Regions from separate parts of the Cyprinus carpio genome. Here region 2 is linked to region 1. Evidence: chromatin contacts called from public Hi-C data. All regions are on one chromosome and are shown on one strand. The core of a region is the stretch at or near the end of the contact, and the rest is flanking DNA. Distances in the headings are between cores, read along the strand shown.

What was found. A called contact is a pair of places that touch in the nucleus more often than the background predicts.
Region 2: a contact with region 1 is called in a Hi-C map of skeletal muscle, with 6 times the contacts expected there. The contact joins the enhancer-like site here to the promoter of LOC109076527 in region 1. A contact is called at or near these places in 7 of 8 Hi-C or Micro-C datasets (liver and skeletal muscle).

What each region holds. Positions count from the first base shown.
Region 1 is chrA15:16,315,339-16,321,121 of ASM1834038v1, forward strand. LOC109076527 (hypermethylated in cancer 1 protein-like) reads left to right here and starts at 2,767. Exons shown (of 2, transcript XM_042771238.1): 1 at 2,767-3,125.
Region 2 is chrA15:16,385,578-16,390,809 of ASM1834038v1, forward strand. No RefSeq gene overlaps it. Among protein-coding and RNA genes, the nearest start is that of LOC109076527, 70 kb to the left of the region's middle. Within about 2 kb of position 3,699, at least 1 of the 8 cell types and tissues checked has an H3K27ac peak or open chromatin away from gene starts, as enhancers often do. A contact at or near this core is called in skeletal muscle, where this site is marked.

The DNA of each region.
Region 1 (5,783 bases), core at 1,517-4,016:
CTTTGACAATCAGGGGTCTCAAACTGAGAGAAACCTAAAAATAATTCACCACCACAGATGTAAAATTGTAATGTGTAAAAGACATTATTTCAGCTTTCCTATTTTATACTATAGTGGTACATTGTTAAGTGTTTTGCATTGTGTAACAAAGTATTAGCTACTTTTTAATTTAATTTAATTATGATTATGAGAAAATTACTTTTGTAAAATAACTTTTATTCATTTATAATTTTATAATATAATTTATAATTTTAAATTATTTATTTATAAATATATTGATTTTTATGAATATTTGTATTAATTAGTATTCTGTAGTATTTATATATTTTATATGATTATATATTAATTATTTTGTTCAATTGTAATAATTATATGATCAATCATTATAAATTTTTGTTATTATCAATTATTAGTTTTTAATGTATTTGTTTACATTTATAGTTACTAATTTATTTTCTAATTCATTTATATTATTATTCGTGAATTAATTTTGTTATTGTTATAATTATATATTATTGTTTATTTTCTATATATTACTTTATTGATTTACATACTTTTTACATAGTTTGTATTGTTTGTTTATTAATCATTCATATTATTTATATTATTATGTATACATTCTTTATGTAATTTCTATATAATGATTTACAATTTTCTAAATGTTCATTTATTTATTTTGACTTTATATTATGATTAATCTATTCAAGATGATTTATTGTTATTTGTTACATCCCACAGTGATGCTGTGACGCTGTTGCCTTTGGGCTTCGCAGGACCGTAATCTAGCTGTAGGCTTTATGCTTGATAACAACAATGTTATATTAACTTGAGGTGAATGCTATTTGTCATTCCCTATGCATACATAAACTTGATGCTTCAGTCCCAAGTCAGGCGTTCTTCAGATTATTCTGCAGTCTCACAGACCCACTTACAGACCAATATCACTCATGCACACGGCCAATAAAGTTTAACACGCACCACATAAACATCCCACTTGTTAAAACAAAATTTGTTCAGGTCTCTTGCAATCTTTCCATCTCTTGCATACACATACCTGTCACATTTTCACACATATTTCGGACATACACATGTTCACATACAAATAAACCAAAGTAGGTGTGTTATGTAAGAGGTGATGGCTGATTGTTAAGTGTCAGTGGTTGTGCAAGTGTGCTCTGTGATCCAGTGGCAGGCCTGGTTAACGTTTTTAGCACAGCTTTCATTCACTTAATCACTGTAAACACCAGACATTCACCTGTTGTTGGCTCATTAGGAATTCAGATCAGCTCCTAATAGAGTTTACAGTGCGTCTTCACTTGCTGAGATCTTTAAATTCACATCCTCTTTTATCGCAAATTTGTGTCTAAACTCTTCACTTTAACATACAGAACTCACATTTTGCTTGTGCACACACTGGGCCTCATTCATGAAACACGAGTAGAATGAATTTGTATGTAAATCATTCAGAAAGTCTTCCTTATGTGAACTGAACGTGACAATTAACGTAGGAGTGGTTTAGTGAACAATTAGAAATTTGTTCTGCTCATGTTGCATGAAAGAGACCCAATGTGTCCTTAAGAAAGTGAAAGAGCTGATGTTGGCAAATCTAATGAGCCAGTAAACAAACAATAAACATAACTGAGCCACATGACTTTGATGTCACATGAGTCAAGGTCAGAGAGTCACAGGGGTCAAATTAAGCAATTATATTTAACAACTGATCTATTTCGAGCAAATAATACCTATTGTTTCTCTCTAACATATGGGCAGAGAATTTTATACCAACATTAAAAGTGAACTGAAAAATATCCAGGTGCTGTTTGTACCCTGATCTGTCCTTAGTTCTGCCTATCTCTGTTTTTTGAGGTTATCATAAGTTCATCATGAGAAACTGGAAGTGAAAGACAATATGTTCTCCTCAGTAAAGCCAGACTGCTATGGCTTTGACCATTAAAATTAAAAAGCATCTTGAACAGAACCACAGTCATTTCAGGAGAGAGAATGGGAAACAGTCTGCTGTTAGAGTAATTCAAGGGCCTGAGGGGCAGGCTGTGACATGAAAAGGCTTCTGCCAGGTGAATGCCCGACGAAAAAACACTTTTATCTCAGCAATCCACAACAAACAGGACGCCACAAAGTGATAGCAAAAATAATGACAAAACATGACACCATGGGAATATCTGTCTGAAATCCATTAGTCAGACTGACAGTGTATAGTTGCCATGTTTCACACAAGAAATAGCAAGCACTTCATGACTGGTTAATAAGCAGCTACTGTTTAGACTGTGTGCAGCAAGATTATGCATGAATGAAAGCCTTCTAAAACATAAAATACTCTCTCTAATCAGAAAAGTCCCAAAGAATTTTAAAACAAAATATTCCCATAAAAAAAATTATTCATGTGCTTACAACACATAACAAAAACAAATTCTGATGCATAGCAGAAAAAATATTTATATAAATAATTTTTATAAATGATAATAAATAAATAAAAAGGTGAAAAAATTTATTATAAAACCAGCAGCATTGTGGAGTGGAAAAATCAAGGAATAAAAAAGAGCTATAAAAAAAGCTTTATTGTGCCGACGTGCTGAATTAAAAATTAAAAAGAAAATGAAAAAGTTAATGGAGATTACTACATTAAACAATCAACTTGGGCATGTGAATTTCACATTAGTTCTGTTTCGTTCCAGTGTTATAGCTAATTTCAAATACTTCATTTCTTTCATTACTCATCTAACAAAACAATAGCTTAATGTTAGGTCAGAAATTATGCCACTTTTCATTTCCATTTTATTATGAATGTATTCCGCTGTCTCGTGCGCTCTGCCGCCGGCACTGTAATGTGCACCATTAGGTGTCGCTGCACGCGCAGCCTGCGCTGCGTCTGGAGACGAACGCCAATCAGAGTCCATCCAGATTCTCAAGCGTCTGATCCAGTCTAAAACGAGGAGAGGGAGAGAGAAGGGGAGAGGGGTAAAGGACAAGGGACAACGCGGAAGAAGCCGGGAACACCGGGAAAAGTTGACCATTTAAAGAGGAATTTAGACGATTGGGGATCTGTGGACAGGGGAATCCCGTAAGGGGAAGTCAATATCGGCAGGAGCATCAGACATGAATCCGAGGTGAGATTGTGTTAATGCATGTAGCGTGTGAGTTACCTGCTGCGCGTTCAGGTGTGCGCAGTGAGCGCCAGCCAACATACTTACCTGATAGATTATGATAATTGGCGCTCGTGCTGCAGGCATGTCTGGACAGCTGGAGATGTGACATATTGCTCTTTTTAGTCGAATTTTTAATACCACTTATTATGCATCTAAATATAAACAAAATATCTTAAAATGTTTTCATCCCGAAATTTTATATCAAACAAGATACTTATCAACTTGTCACCAACCAGAATAACTCTATTACATAGCCTATTTAATTTCGTCTGTGAATAGCTGTTAAAAACAAAACCGATCAATAGCCAATACACTCTCTAAAATAAAGGTTCTTCAGTAGTTCCTAAGTTCAGCAATGGACCCTCTCCTTATGAGAAAACGTTAGTTCTTGTATTGAATAGGGCTTTTTGTAGATTAAAAAGTTATTGATTTGACATTATAAGTTCTTCAGATCAGTGTATTGGGTTTTGTTTTTTAAAGCACAAGTATACATAAGGTTTTCTAAAGAACTAGAGAAAAAGTGATCTTAGGTTCTAATACAAACTTTCATTATGAGTGTACATTAAAAGTCGCTGCAATAAGCCATGACAAACTGACGTTCATACTTGTTTTTAATGTATAGAATAATCTTACTTCAGCTTTAATTTTCAAAATAAACAATTAACTAAATTAAGGAAGATGACATATAGGCCTATCTTTTACTGAAACTTACAAAAATTCCAGTGGTGTAGTCATGCCATATAACTAGCCTACACAGTGTTGTGTGATGCAGATTATGCATAATTTCTCCACCTTTTCTGTCTAAAAAAATAGGGATAAATGTCAGTGTAAAAGTAAGCAATTGTGTCATTACAGACAGATAATAGCCTACTGATGCTACTGATACGCCACTAAATTGGCTTAAAAGTATTTTAAAACTCTTAATTTGAAAACAATTGTATGGGAAACATTACAATTATAATGTTAAGTTTGCAACTAATTGTTTGATATTAGAGCATTGTTTACCATCTAAGTTTCTGTACAAAAAATAAAATAAATTTATAATAATAATACTAAGGTACTGAGATATATTCTGTTATTTTCATATACTTAAAGGTAGAACCATGGTATCATATTAAAATCATAGTACTTTTTTTGTAAGTGTTGTGCAACCAACTGTATTAAATTAATTAAATTTGAAATAAAATCAGTTTTATGCAAAAGGTAACCAGTATTTGTTTGTAAGCATTCGCAGGTACAGACAAGGATGTGCAGACACATTATTTATTTTCCTGGATTACATTATAATGAATTCTATACAGAAGTTATGGTCACCATCATCCGTATTAAAGAAGTCAAGAGCTACTCCTTAACGTACCATATGTTGTGATATACAATAAAACGCCTGTCTCTTTAAGACTAAGCGTCGATGTGTTGAGAAGTTCAAGTTGGGGTCACTGTCAGTTCCTGCCCTCGATTTTACCTTTTAGTTTTATTGTAGACTGACATCACACTAGGCGCTAAAACCCTCGCGAAGCCCAGAAGCCCATTATCATCTCCAGTCGCGTTATTACGTCCATGCAAAAATAGCCAAGGATATTACAAAACATACAAAAAACGAGGAAAACTTATGCAGGAGTACGGACGTATTTTTATTGGAGGAGTGAGTGAGTGAGCGAGAGAGATAGAGGGAGGAGAGAGAGAGCAAGAGGGAGGGTGAGCAACACAAAATTCATTGCAATTAATAATAAAAAGAGTTGGCAGTCGTGCTCGGAAAACTGGCATGGTTTTTGGGAGGCTGGCAGTTCAAAGTTGAAACGTCAGAAATGACTCCAAAAGACTGTTGAGATGATCATTAAGGGAGACTTAGATCGGATGGCAGAAGAGATCGGGCATCCAGGTAACGTTCAATGCTCTTAACATTTTAAGTATAGCCTCTTTATCAACACTTTATTTATCTAGATAGACATAATAATAATCCGAGCAACTGTTGAATCTTTTTTTTTTTTTTGAATCATTTGAGGTTGGATAAACTTTACAAATTAAGACCCGATTGTTTGGCTTTCTTTTTTATTTTCTTTCTTTCTTTCTTTTTGCACATTTTATTATTATATTCTACTGTATCAACACGATTATTTTCAAAATGCAAATACTTATATGTTGGAGAAATTACGTTTTAAAATATATAGAATTTTTTTGATTGTGTGTGTGTGTGTGAACTGGGGACTAGTCAATTTTGTAATCGCATTATGAGTCCAAAAGTGTTGCAGTACACAGTGATCTGGTGATTGTGTGATTTCTTATGGCGGTGTGGTCATCACAGTGACTGCGCTCTCAGCCTTAAATGAGAATTCATGGTGTTTCACATACGACTGATTTGACTTTAAAAAGAATGATTAGATTTTAAAGACAGATATGTTGTGTCTTGCATGCAAATGCAGTCTGAACGTAAATGCACAATTATAGTGTTTTAAAGGATACTCTGTTTAAACATTTCCACACGTTTATAAGACGAGCTCTAAACAATGTAATTTCTTCATAGAAAACTAAATGATTTAATGGACTGAGATAATTACACAGGTTGTGCTTTATAAAGCGTCAAACAAACATTTTTGTAAAACCACAAAGATGTAAATTTAT
Region 2 (5,232 bases), core at 2,449-4,948, 71 kb after region 1:
GAACTGGGGTGTGACTCGTAGTGAAACCCGAATGACTTAATTCATTCTTCTAATCCTCTACACGATGCACTTTCAGACCTCAGAGGCACAGGGCTGTGCCCATTCCCTAAGCTAGAGAAGATCCGAGCCAAGATCCATCGTTTTTGATAACAACACATGCCCTTCCTCTCGATCGCGCAAACATGTTCCCAAGTTCACCCTCCCACCTTAGACCACAGTCTATGAGCTGTTCAAAGAAGTTTTTCTCACTAACACAGTCTGCAACAAAAGAGAGCAGGGCTGGCTGCATTTGTCAAACCCTGACATCTCCAAACGCCGCTATTTGCATTATTGTGAGTTGGCCGATAAGCAACATATAGAAAATATTTGTAAATACTTGCCCCGTGGGATTTTGATTGGACAAATGAAAGATAACCCAATAAAATGAGCTGCAAAAAATTATTTTCTTACTCAGTATTTTAGTCTTCTTTTCCATTACATATGGAAGCTTGCTTCCACCACAGGATAAAAAAGGTAATTGCAACCTGTTGAGGAAAAAGTAAGAATTGCAAGATATAAATTTGCAATTCTGTGAGATTTAACTTGTGAGACTAGTTTATATATAAAGCAATTCTGACTTTTTCCCCCCTGCAAATTGGTATTTATTGATTTATATTCCATGGCAGAAACAGGCTTTCATAATTAAAAATATTTAAAAATCCTGAAATACATAGAAGCATAATTCTTGTTAAAAAAAAAAAAAAAAAAAAAAAAAAAATTCCTGTTTTAAATGGTAAGTTCAACGATTTTCAACCAGCTTTGTATTGTTACAGTGTCAGTAGTATAAGTAAATGAACAATGTGTATTCTTTTTTGTGTTATTCACACCAAGATATGCACAATGCCAGCAAAAGTTCACCAGATGACATAAAAGGCATCATCAGGTGGACTTTTGACAAATCCAGGCTTTGGTGAAAACTACAGATTGTACTTCCACATTTTTGTATGCCCACACACAGTCTAACCAAGCCCAATGCATTATGGGTGTTGAGGTTTTCCTCTTTTTTTTTTTTTTTTTTTGCTGCAGCCATTTTTCTGTTTTCTCTAGACATGTAGAAAAATCATATTTCTATAGTCAAGTTGTATTAAAACCCCATCTTGCCAGTAGTGAATCACCCCTTTAAGAATTAAGTCACTTAATTTGACACATTTTTCACAAAACAAGACTTAATATCTTAAGTAATTTTCCTTCTAAAGTAAACAGATTATGATTTAAGAAATTTTAGATATTTGTAATGGAAAACAAGACAAAAATACTAAGTAAAAATATAATTATTTTGCATTGTGTGACAGAGATATGTCTGAGCCATTAAAGAGGAGGGGAGGGGTGGGGTTGGGTAATCTTTCCTATGGGTGCTGTGTGATTCAGTCTGTATGACAGCCGAAAATGTGGAACACATTACGGAAGTGACAGAGTCGGGACATAGATACAAACAAACACATAAATCCCCATAGACTGACACACAGACACTCCGCCCGACAAACAGGCACCCGTGCCCTATCTCCAATCTCTCTTTGCTATGTTCTGAAACCTACTAAGATGCCTACACAGGCAGAATTTTAAGGCGTTGTCGCTGTGTAGCGCATGTTTCAAAAGCCATGCTATTTTATTATACTACATTTTGGTCAAATTTTAATGTACTGTAGCATAGCATGTAAAGCAGCATTGCAGAGGCAAAAACAATACCATACTTAAATAAATTACTTAATTACAGTAAAAAAAAAAGACTACAGAAATATTCTACTTCAAATAAATGCTATATTCTTTTGAACTTCATATTCTTTAAAGAATCTTGAGAAAAAATGGATCAGTTTCTACAAATACATTAAGCAGCACAACTTTTTTCAACATTGATGATAATAAGGAAATGTTTCTTGAGCACAAAATCAGCATATTAAAATGATTTCTGAAGATCATGCGACACTGAAGACCGGAGTAACAGCTGCTGAAAATTCAGATTTGCCATCACAGGAATAAATTACATTATTAAAAATGGCTATTTACAGTAATTTTGTTTAAATAAATTCAGCCTTGCTGAGCATATGATGGTTTCATTAAACAAATCCCACCTACCCCAAACTTTTGATAATTTTGGTAAACTTCTAGTAATCTAAATGTAATATAAAAAGGAAATAAATGTAAAATAAATATAATCATATGTAATTTTGTATATAAAAATTATAAATAAAATAAGCTAAAAAAAGCAAGTACAGGATGGCAGAAAAATATGTATCCGTCTGTTGTTCTTTCTTGTCTATGTGGTGAGATCTTTCGTTCGTTCTCACCCTCTTGGTGGGGGCCTCTGGCCTTGCTCTTGGTCAGGGGCCCAAAGTGACGCAGAGAAAGTATTTGCCCCATCACCAATCCCCTGCCGCTCTCCTCCTCTTGCTGCGTCTTGGCTATGCTATAAAGATTAGCGAGGGCTTGGTGTGGGTGTTGTGTCTTATGGTGCATTATGGGTACTGCAGCCAGGGAACCCCAGAAAGAGTGAGATGGGTGTGCAGCTGGAAACAGGATGAAAGGGAAGGAGAGAGTGAGGGGAGGAGAAAGAGAGGGCAATTTGAAGGTTCATAATGCCAAGTGCTGATGTGTTTGTTTTCCATCACTGCTGTTCCAGGCAATGAGGAGGGGAAAAAATAACATGAAAAACAAATAACGGATGTGATTTATGACATATGGTACATTCATGAGCAAAAGAAGGACAATAACTTCACTATGAAAATGGGTTGAATTATCTCATAACAACCCACTGGGAGGATTGCTATTTTGATTGACTATTTATCATAAAGGATAATGCAGACTTCTGGGCTGTTTAATATACTGCACTTTTTATTATTCACATTTGTTTTTGAGCTTAAAAACATATAATGTCTAGTGGGCATATTTAACACTGTTTGAGGAAGTGAGTATATGGGTGAGAATGTAAATAAGTTTACATTTTTTAAAACCAGTTTAGATAGATAGAGATAGATGATAAAATATATCTTTACCTCTTCACTCTTAATTGATACAGTGGGTAATTCATTATGAATTATAATATAAAATATAAATGTATATATTTTAGAATGTATAGATGTAATAAAAATAATTAAATGATCAAAAAAGCATTAGGACAAAATAAGAACATGCAAAAATATTAACATGGACAAACGAAAGTCCATGGTAGCAGACAGATTTAAAGTTGTCAGTATCAGACTTGCACAGAACACCTGTTTTACATTTTATAAAACCTTACCATGTCTACTAATATTCATATTACACATGTACACATACAGTAGTGCACATATTTAAATTTTCCATATCAAATACACGACTATTACTTCAATTACTACTACTTCTACTACAAAAACGTCAATATGAAGACCAATACATTGAAAAAGGTTTGTTCTTGTAAACTTGCATCTCGTTCAAAATAATACAATTTGTGTCTTCACGCTATATTTTCAATAAGCAATTGTACTGTGGCTGACCTATGAAAGTGCAAAATGTCTTTATAAGGTAAAATACAAGTCCTCTGTGCATAAGCATTACATGGTTTGATTCACTGTCACAGTCCTACATTAAATTGTTATGTTTGATGGAGTCAGACGTAGCAGAGTGTCAGGCATTTTCACTGCACTGTGTCAGTCTGAAAAAGCAGCAGAGCGCTAGTGGGAGTGACAGAGATAGAAAGAGGAGGGAAAAGATGACCGGAGACAGGGAAAGAGAAGTGAGATATGGACAGGGCCTCACCCAGACACATACAAACTCACCCTAGGCCTGACCAGCAGCTCATCTTATGAATAGAAGGAAACCGTTTCCTAAAAAAGAAGCTTTTGAAAGCATGAGTAATGCCAATAATACAATCACTCCTCCTTCCAGACCTACTACATGAGGAAGGGACGAGGTAACAAATGAAAGAAAAGGGACAAGAGAAAGAAAAGAGAGAAAACAACAGAGGTTTATTTTATTAGCCCTTAATAAATATCTGACAGATTTCCTCAGGAAATATTGTAGATCACATGTAAAATAGTTTAAGACTGATGTCAACTGCAGCAACATATGAAATCTATTACTGTGAAGCCACAGCAGGCACACAGTGAGAGAGAAAGAGCTGTGCTGAATGTCATGGTGAAAAAAAAAAATCTCATTGCCTTTCCAAATTCTTCGAGAGGTAAAAAAGTCAGCCAAGACACAAAATCAGAGAAAAAAAATGAGAAGGGAAAAAAGAACAGAAATGTACATACACACACACACACACAAATGCTGAGCTCCACATCCTGTTGGGGTTGAGGCCAATGCTTTGGAGAGTGCCCAGACTCTGCTGCCAGCTCCAGGGAAGGATGGAAGATGGAGAGCCGACTGGGACTGGGGGAGCGGGGGTTAAAGTGCCCGGAGAACAATACCAGCTGCAGGGAGGCAGGGGGAGGAAGTGAACCCTCCTCCTCATCCTGAAGAAGCAGAAACTTGAAAAAGCAATCAGCCTCCTCATTGCCAGCTCATCCTGGTGGCATCCTCCTCACATCTGGGCCAGAGGGCAGCATGGCATACTATTTAGCTAACAGCCTAGTCTAGCTGGACCAAAAATGCTGATCTACCAGCATGATCTTTTTGGTAAAACTAGTTCACCAAGTACTATAAGGTTTGCTGGTTCGTTCGTTCGTTCGTTCGTTCGTTCGTTCGTTCGTTCGTTCGTTCTATCTATCTATCTATCTATCTATCTATCTATCTATCTATCTAATGTAAAATGTGTAAGAACTCTCAGATGACCCTAGCAAACCATACCAAACAACAAATTGATCCATGATTGATTGACATGTGAATCAGATGGCTACTTTTGTGTCCATTGCTTATTGAGAATAATCTGCACAACTGTAAAATAAGAACTTTTTGCCCTCTACTAAAGGTCTGGCTATGTTATGCACAGAGATTCTTGAGTTTATTACACATTTCCTTTTCATCACAATCAGCATCACGAAAGCCAATAAACTGTAATAATCCAAACGGGCTAGATTTAATCTGGTTAATGAACAGTACGGTTCTTGACTAAAGCAAATGTTCAGGCAGATTTAAATGGTCAAAAAGTCAAAAGTAAGTTAACCCACACTGACGCGCACACACAATGTCTTGGTTCCTTGTTTTGCATGGCAAGAGGAACTAACTCTGCCCTACTGGTGCCAGTATGTCTCAGTGTGGCAGCCATCTTTACACACT